Linked DNA regions of Mus musculus: region 2 is linked to region 1. Evidence: chromatin contacts called from public promoter capture Hi-C data. All regions are on one chromosome and are shown on one strand. Each heading gives the region's core, a stretch centred on a gene start, on an enhancer-like site or on the middle of the called end of the contact. The rest is flanking DNA. Distances are from core to core; before and after follow the strand shown. Region 1 has its middle 22 kb from the start of Gm22857. Region 2 has its middle 23 kb from the start of Rwdd4a.

Region 1 (3,417 bases), core at 875-3,374:
TGAGCCTGCAGTCACCCTGAGTAACGTTGATTTGCCTACTGACAGGCGGCCCCGGTGTGGCCATTCACCAGGTGTACTCACAGGGCTTCCAACCCCCCTGTTTGAAGTCTCTGCTCCCACTGCCTTTGTGGACCAAATTGGCCGACAATCTGTGAGAGTGGGGACACCCACAGCTAGCTAAGTCATGGGTCTTGGAGGAGAACCTACAACACTTTGCTAAATCAGCATGATCCCTAACTACATTCTCTGTACTTGTCCTTATGCCCTAGGAAAGTGCAGTCCTCACTTTTCATCAAGGAAATATCTCTGCAGCAGATGGCGACCACTACACAAAGCCACAGCCACCAAGATGCAGAGTTGTAGAGCCCAGTGCCAGAACATGCTTGTACAGAACAGCTCCTGTGTTAAGGCTCAGGGACCATTGCAGAGGAGGGACCGCTGCGGAAAGACTGTAAGAGCCAGAGGAACTGGGAGCTTGCTGTGAGATTGTGTCTATAGGAATGCCAGAAGCTACGCACGTGTTGTCTCACCAACACGGCTGCCTAAAGCTCACGAGGCCGAGATGCACACACACACACACACACACACACACACACATGCACACACATGCATGCATGTAAAATTTAATAAAGAGAAGTGATAGGTTTGGAAGCGAGGAGAGGGATATCAAAGGAGGGAGGGGAGAGGAAGAGGGAAGTGATGAAATTATATTAAAATCTCAAAAATAATTTTTTAAAAAAAGAAACACAAGGAGTTAGCTGTGCTTCGAGCAGCTCAGAGATGTGCAAATATCTGTCCACCTTTCCCTCCCTCCCTCCCTGGGACCACTCTCTCAATAAAGTGTTAGTGTGCTTGCTTTGACATTGTTTCTGGTTTTCAGACCTGGGATAGGAAAGGCTTATTCCAGAATACCTTGAATTCTTTTCTCCATTTAAAAGCTTGTAAAAATTCTCTCCCTCTTCTCCCCCCTTCCATCCCTTCCTCTCCCCCTCTCTCCCCTCTCTCTCTTTTTAAAATGTGTATTAGTATTTTGCTTGCCTGCATGTCTGTCTCTGCATCACTTGCATCACGGGACCCATGGAAGACAGATATTTGTCTACCAGCTACTATGCGGGTGCTTGTCATCAAACTTGGACCCTCTGGAAGAGCAGCCAGTGTCATCTCTCCAGCCCCCTAAAATGTTCTTATTTATTTTTGTTGTATGAATGTTTTGCCTTCATGTCCCCCACATCTGTGCCTGCTGGGCATGGAAGTCAGAAGACAGCATCAGATTATAGGAGCTGTGAGCTGTCAGGTAGGGGCTGGGAAGAGAACCCAGGTCCTTTGTAAGAGCAACCAGTGCTCTTAACCCCCGAGCAGCCATCTTACCAGGCCCCTTTTGAGAGATTTGGACCTGGACCATTGTTTTCTTATTTTTATTATGTTATTTCTAAAAGCCATGGGTAGGTATAGTAGAAAATTTGGAAAAAGGAAGAAAAAAAACCCCAAAGATAATCAAAACAATTACTAAATGATAAAAACCTCGGGCATGCCAGAAAGTTCTCCTCTTCCTCCTCCTCTTCCTCCTCCTCTTCCTCCTCCTCTTCCTCTTCTTTTTTTAGAGTAAGCACATTTATTTGTATACTATTTCTTTCATGGCTTGTATTCTTTACAAAAGTTGGCTGTTAGTAGTTTGCTGGCTGGTTGTTGTGTTTTTGTTTTGCTGTGCTTCTCAGGTCTGAGGGGCTAGCCTATGCTAAGCAAGGTCTCCACGGCTCAATTATGTCTCCCACCCATGTGTGTTCATTTTCTGCCGTCTTTCCACAAAACAGCCAGATGTATTATTTCTAAACCCTCGCAGGCCCACAGTAGGCCATCTGTGGATTTGTACGTGGACCACTTACATGGAAATAAATATCATGTAAGTAAATAAATACGATGGGAATAAAAATAATATTAACACATAAGCAAGAGTCCCCAAGTGTAATCCTGGAAGCCGCTAGAGTTTCTCAGTATCCCCAACATGCTTTTTAAAATGTCTTGGTCTTTGGTAGATTTTTCTGAGCACACGTGACTACTGTTCCTCCTTTCACATTTGGTAGTGCTAATAATAATCTGCCGGGTGTGTTCTGAGAACAATAGGCATGGCAGGAGAGCTGATGAGGCACCGCTATAAATACACACTGGAATAAGAACTGTCAGGAAGCCCTCAGCACTGAGCGATGCTCGGCAGCTGGCAGGAAGACTGCTAAGACAGAGAATGCCCGTGTTGGCTGTGGAAGCAGCATCCAGCATCATCAGCACTTTGGGAGACTAATGTAGTTCCTAGTCCCACAGAGCGGTGGTGAGCCGACCTCGACTTTCCTACTTGTCGGTTGTTTGACCTTTGGGTGTTATTTGAATGCTATACTTTTCCTTATTCCTGGTGCTGAGAATCAGATTCAAGGACTTAAAATAAGAAAGCAGAGCTCTCCTTCTGGCATTGCTGGCCTGAGAATCAAAGGCCATTCCTGAAAGTGCTGTTTTTAAGGTCTCCACCCTAAGCTGCCTTGCGATTCTTATAGCCTGTCTTCATCACAATGGCTAGTTTTAAACTTCAAGGTTGCTTTATTTTGATTGTATGTGTATGAGAGTTTTACCCTGAATGTATTTACGTGCACCACTACACAAATACAGTGCCCACAGGCATCAGAGGAGGGCATTTGTTCCCCTAGAACTTGATTGTGAACCATTCTGTTGGTCCTAGGAATTCAACCCCCAGGGGTCTTCAGGAAGAGCAACCAGTGTTCTAACTGCTGAGCCATCTTGTCAGTCTGAGGACTAGCTTGGGGTGGCAAAGTCTGTTATCTAAAGTTTTCAGCAACTTTGTTTCGAAAGCTCTTGGTTAACTTTGGTACATAAACTTATCAACCTGAGGCTCTTACCAATCAGTGGCCAGTGGCAGCACCTGTTTTGGGAGGTGCCTCCCCGCCACCCCTTTCACTTTCCATTGCTGTGATAAACACTGTGCGGGACTCAAAATGCAGGGCGGAAAGTGTTTACTTCATCTTCAGCCTGTACACCAATTTGGCGGAGGCGTTTTTCTCAGTTGAGGTATCCCCTTCCCAGAAGACCCTTTGTGACAAGCTGACAAAACAAAACAAAACAAAAACAGACAAAACAAACAAAATGAAACAAAACAAAAGATACCAGAGAGTTTGCTTTGGTTCACTGTTTCAGACAGCTGATTTATCACCATAGTAACAGGCTTTCTGTGCCAAACGCGATCCTTCTCCCCCATTTTCCTCACCCCTTCTGCCTTTCCCCAGCTGCCTTTCTCCCTTCAACACCTCCCCACCCATATTCCCCTCAACAAGCTCTCCCTTCAATTTCATGTTTCTCATAACCCAGTAAGTCCAGTTAGCGCTACCCATATGTGTTTGGGTGTGGGGCCATCTA
Region 2 (3,472 bases), core at 422-2,921, 95 kb before region 1:
GGAGATAAGAAGGGACACCGCAGAAAGGTCTCAAAGTAACTTGATGGCTGACTTTCAGACACAGTCCTGGAAGGCCTGAAATTCTTTCTTTACAATAGGGTGGCCTTGAACTCACATAGATCCGCCAGCCTCTGATCCCAGTGCTGAGACTAAAGACACGCCAGACCATGTATGACTTTTACTAAAGCGATATTTTCAAACCTAGACAGGAGAGAGTAAACTGGACACGCAGGGACAACTGAGCAGATGCCACTGGCCAGCCCGTGGCAGGAGCTAGGCTTTTCTTTTAGCAGATGGACAGACATCCCTATATTCCAGACTCCATAGCTTCTCCGTTATCCTGGGGGATTTTAATGAAAACAACTCACATTTGTCAATTTAAAAGTTAATTTTTGAGCTGCCTCTGGAGGGCATTTGTCAAGTGAAATGGAAAACGGATGAAGCATAGACGTCCAGGAAAGGATTCTGAGGACACACGGCAGTTAAGGGATGTGGGGGAGCTGTGTGCATCCACTCCAGGAGTCTCGGGGTGAATCTCACCAGGCAACAGGGGTTAACAGGGTTTAACAGGGATTCATGATGTTTCCTAAGGGAGGCTGGCCACAGGCAACCTTTGGTCTTCTTAAACAACCAACCAAACCAAACAAAACAAAAAACAAAACAACAACAACAACAACAACACACCACAGGCCCTCCAGCTTCACCTTGCAGTGTGAGCAGATTCCTCAGAACTGGAGCTCCGGGTGGTTGTGAGCTGTCTGATGGAGTGTTGGGAAATAATCCCCCATCCTCTGCAAGAGCAGTAAGCATTCCTAATTGCTGAGCCATGCCTTTGCCCCGAAGCCCTTCCTCCAGATGTTTCTGACCTTTAGTATCCATCATATTATTTAAAAAGATTTATTTGTGGGCTGGAGAGATGGCTCAGCGGTTAAGTGCACTGGCTGCTCTCCTAGAGGCCCTGAGTTCAATTCCCAGCAACCACATGGTGGCTCACAACCATCTGTAATGGGATCTGATGCCCTCTTCTGTGTGTCTGAAGAGACAATATACTCACATGTATAAGATAAATAGTCTTTAAAAAAGGATTTGTTTGTTGTGTTTGAGTGTCTGAGTGTACCACATGTATGCAGGTGCCCACGGAGTCCAGAAGGTGGTGACAGAGCCCATGGGACGAGAGTTACAGGCTGCCCTGTGCTGGTGCTGGGAGCCCAACTCTGGTCCTCTGCAAAAGCTGCACATGGTTTTATTCATTGTCCTGCCTCCTCCTCCTCCTCCTCCTCCTCCTCCTCCTCCTCCTCCTCCTTCTCCTGCTCCTCTTGCTCCTCCTCCTCCTCCTGCTACTTCTCCTCCTCCTCTTCCTCCTCTTTTTGGTCACATTGGATTTCACACAGGATGTTTTAAATCTATGTGCTGTGGACACAGCTCAGTGGTAGGGCAAATGTCTAGCATGCATAAGGCCCTAGGCTCAATTTCCAGCAATAATATAATAATAATAATAAGCTTTTATTTTGTCTCTCTCTTTCTCTTGGACATTTTCCTACTTCTCTAAGATAACATTTCTTGTATTAACAAAAGGAGAAAGGACGGCCTAGAGAATGCTGCTTAGAAGTCACAGTCAGAGCCTCAGCAGGCTAAACCCCAACAGCACTCTGGATCACTTCCTAAGTCACAGAGACCTGGACTCACAATTGGAAAAACCAGCAGGGTGGGGCCACTTCCTGACTGTTTCAACTCGGCCCTCCTCAGCCCATTAGAACACTTTATCGTAGAATCTAGATTCATGCAGGAGACTCAGCAAGTGGAACCCGTGGGAAAACAGGACGTATTTTTTGACTTTTGGTCCTCGTCTATTAGAGATGAGAACAAGGAAAAGAATGTGCCTTTACCGGAGATGTCCCCTGGACTCTTCCTATCTGCCATGATCCTCGCTTGAACATTTCGTCATCATGTGTACAAAGCCACTCTTACGCCTGGTGTTAATGGTTTTCCTTACTTGATCATCAGCAATAAAATCCTCAGCGCTCCACAGGCAAATTATGTTTTTACATTTTTGAGTCTTCACAGACCGTGGCTTCTAGATTCTCATTTTCACCTCCGATTCCTAGTAAGTTTGACATCATGACTCGGTACCCAAACCAGCACAGAAACCCAAGCGAGCTCTCACAAAGAAGAAAGCACCCCCACAAAAGTTAGGGGGCATGCTGGTATTCTCTGCTCGGTTCTAGTTCTGTCTCATTAAAAACAAAGTGCTAGCAAAGACCGCCCATTCTTTCTTCATGAATGGACCATAAATTGCAGTTTGAAAAACACTCTGGATTGTGGCAAAACACTGAATTCTGAAACACAGCCTTGCCAGACTGTCATTCCCGCTGCTTTTACTTTGTAGAAATTCTATGCTAAAAAGAAGGGAGTCTGTCAGTAGCAGGAGTTTTAAACTTCCTATTTTTTATTTTTATTTTTCTATTGGTTATTTTATTTATTGACATTTCATTATCCTCCTGCCCAGTTTCGCCTCCACAAACTCCCCTCTCCCCCGGCTTCTATGAGGGTGCCCCACCACCCGCCCACGCACTCCTGCCTCAGCGCCCTAGCATTCCCCTATACTGGGGAATTGAGCCTTCAAAGGACCAAGGATCTCTCCTCCCATTGATGCCCAATAAGGCTATCCTCTGCTACATATGTGGTTGAAGCCATGGGTCCCTCCATGAGTACTCTTTGGTTGGTGGTTTAGTCCCTGAGAGCTTTGGAAAAACTTTCTATTTTTAAACAGGCTCTCTGTTGCCCACACTCACCTCAAATCCTCCACAGTCGTGTGCCCGCCCCGCCCCCCTTCCTCAAACACACAAGGCATGAGCCACCACACACAGTTTATTGTTTTTCTGACTACATCATCCTCTGGAAAGACTGCCATGCTTGCGTATTTGTCTTAAGAAATAAAGTGTAGGGGCTGGTGAGATGGCTCAGTGGTTAAGAATACCAACTGCTCTTCCAGACATCCTGAGTTCAAATCCCAGTAACCACATGGTGGCTCACAACCATCCCTAAGGAAATCTGATGCCCTCTTCTGGAGTGTCTGAAGACAGCTACAGTGTACTTACATTAAATAAATGAATGAATGGATGAATGAATAAAAAAATAAATATTAAAAACAGAAGAAGAAATAAAGTGTAGGTTTGGGCATATCTGTAGTCCCCAGCAGAAATTGGGGCTAGATTTATCTAGTTAATCTGACCTGTTGCGGCCAGTGGAGAAATGCTATGGGATGGATGAAGTTTTAATGCTGAAATCTAAAAGGAAAAAAGAAAAATCTAAACTAGAGGTTTAGCATTACTTTCACTCTACAGGGTGTTGGTCTGGCCTGACTTCTCTTCCCTGCACACTAACTTTAGTGACTGCTTTCCGGTGACAAGTTCTGTATGGGGCATTCCTGCTTGCTGATTTTTAAGTTTCTTGGAATGTATGCAATTCCCTT

The links. Capture Hi-C pulls out chosen DNA fragments and counts their contacts.
Region 2: a promoter capture Hi-C map of adipose tissue shows a contact between it and region 1. The contact joins two enhancer-like sites. A contact is called at or near these places in 1 of 115 datasets of contacts at active chromatin or transcription factors (embryonic stem cells) and 1 of 9 other capture datasets (adipose tissue).

Annotation. Positions count from the first base shown.
Region 1 is chr8:47,460,583-47,463,999 of GRCm38.p6, reverse strand. No RefSeq gene overlaps it. Among named protein-coding and RNA genes, the nearest start is that of Gm22857, 22 kb to the right of the region's middle. Within about 2 kb of position 2,124, at least 33 of the 459 cell types and tissues checked have an H3K27ac peak or open chromatin away from gene starts, as enhancers often do. A contact at or near this core is called in adipose tissue, where this site is marked.
Region 2 is chr8:47,554,895-47,558,366 of GRCm38.p6, reverse strand. No RefSeq gene overlaps it. Among named protein-coding and RNA genes, the nearest start is that of Rwdd4a, 23 kb to the right of the region's middle. Within about 2 kb of position 1,671, at least 6 of the 459 cell types and tissues checked have an H3K27ac peak or open chromatin away from gene starts, as enhancers often do. A contact at or near this core is called in adipose tissue, where this site is marked.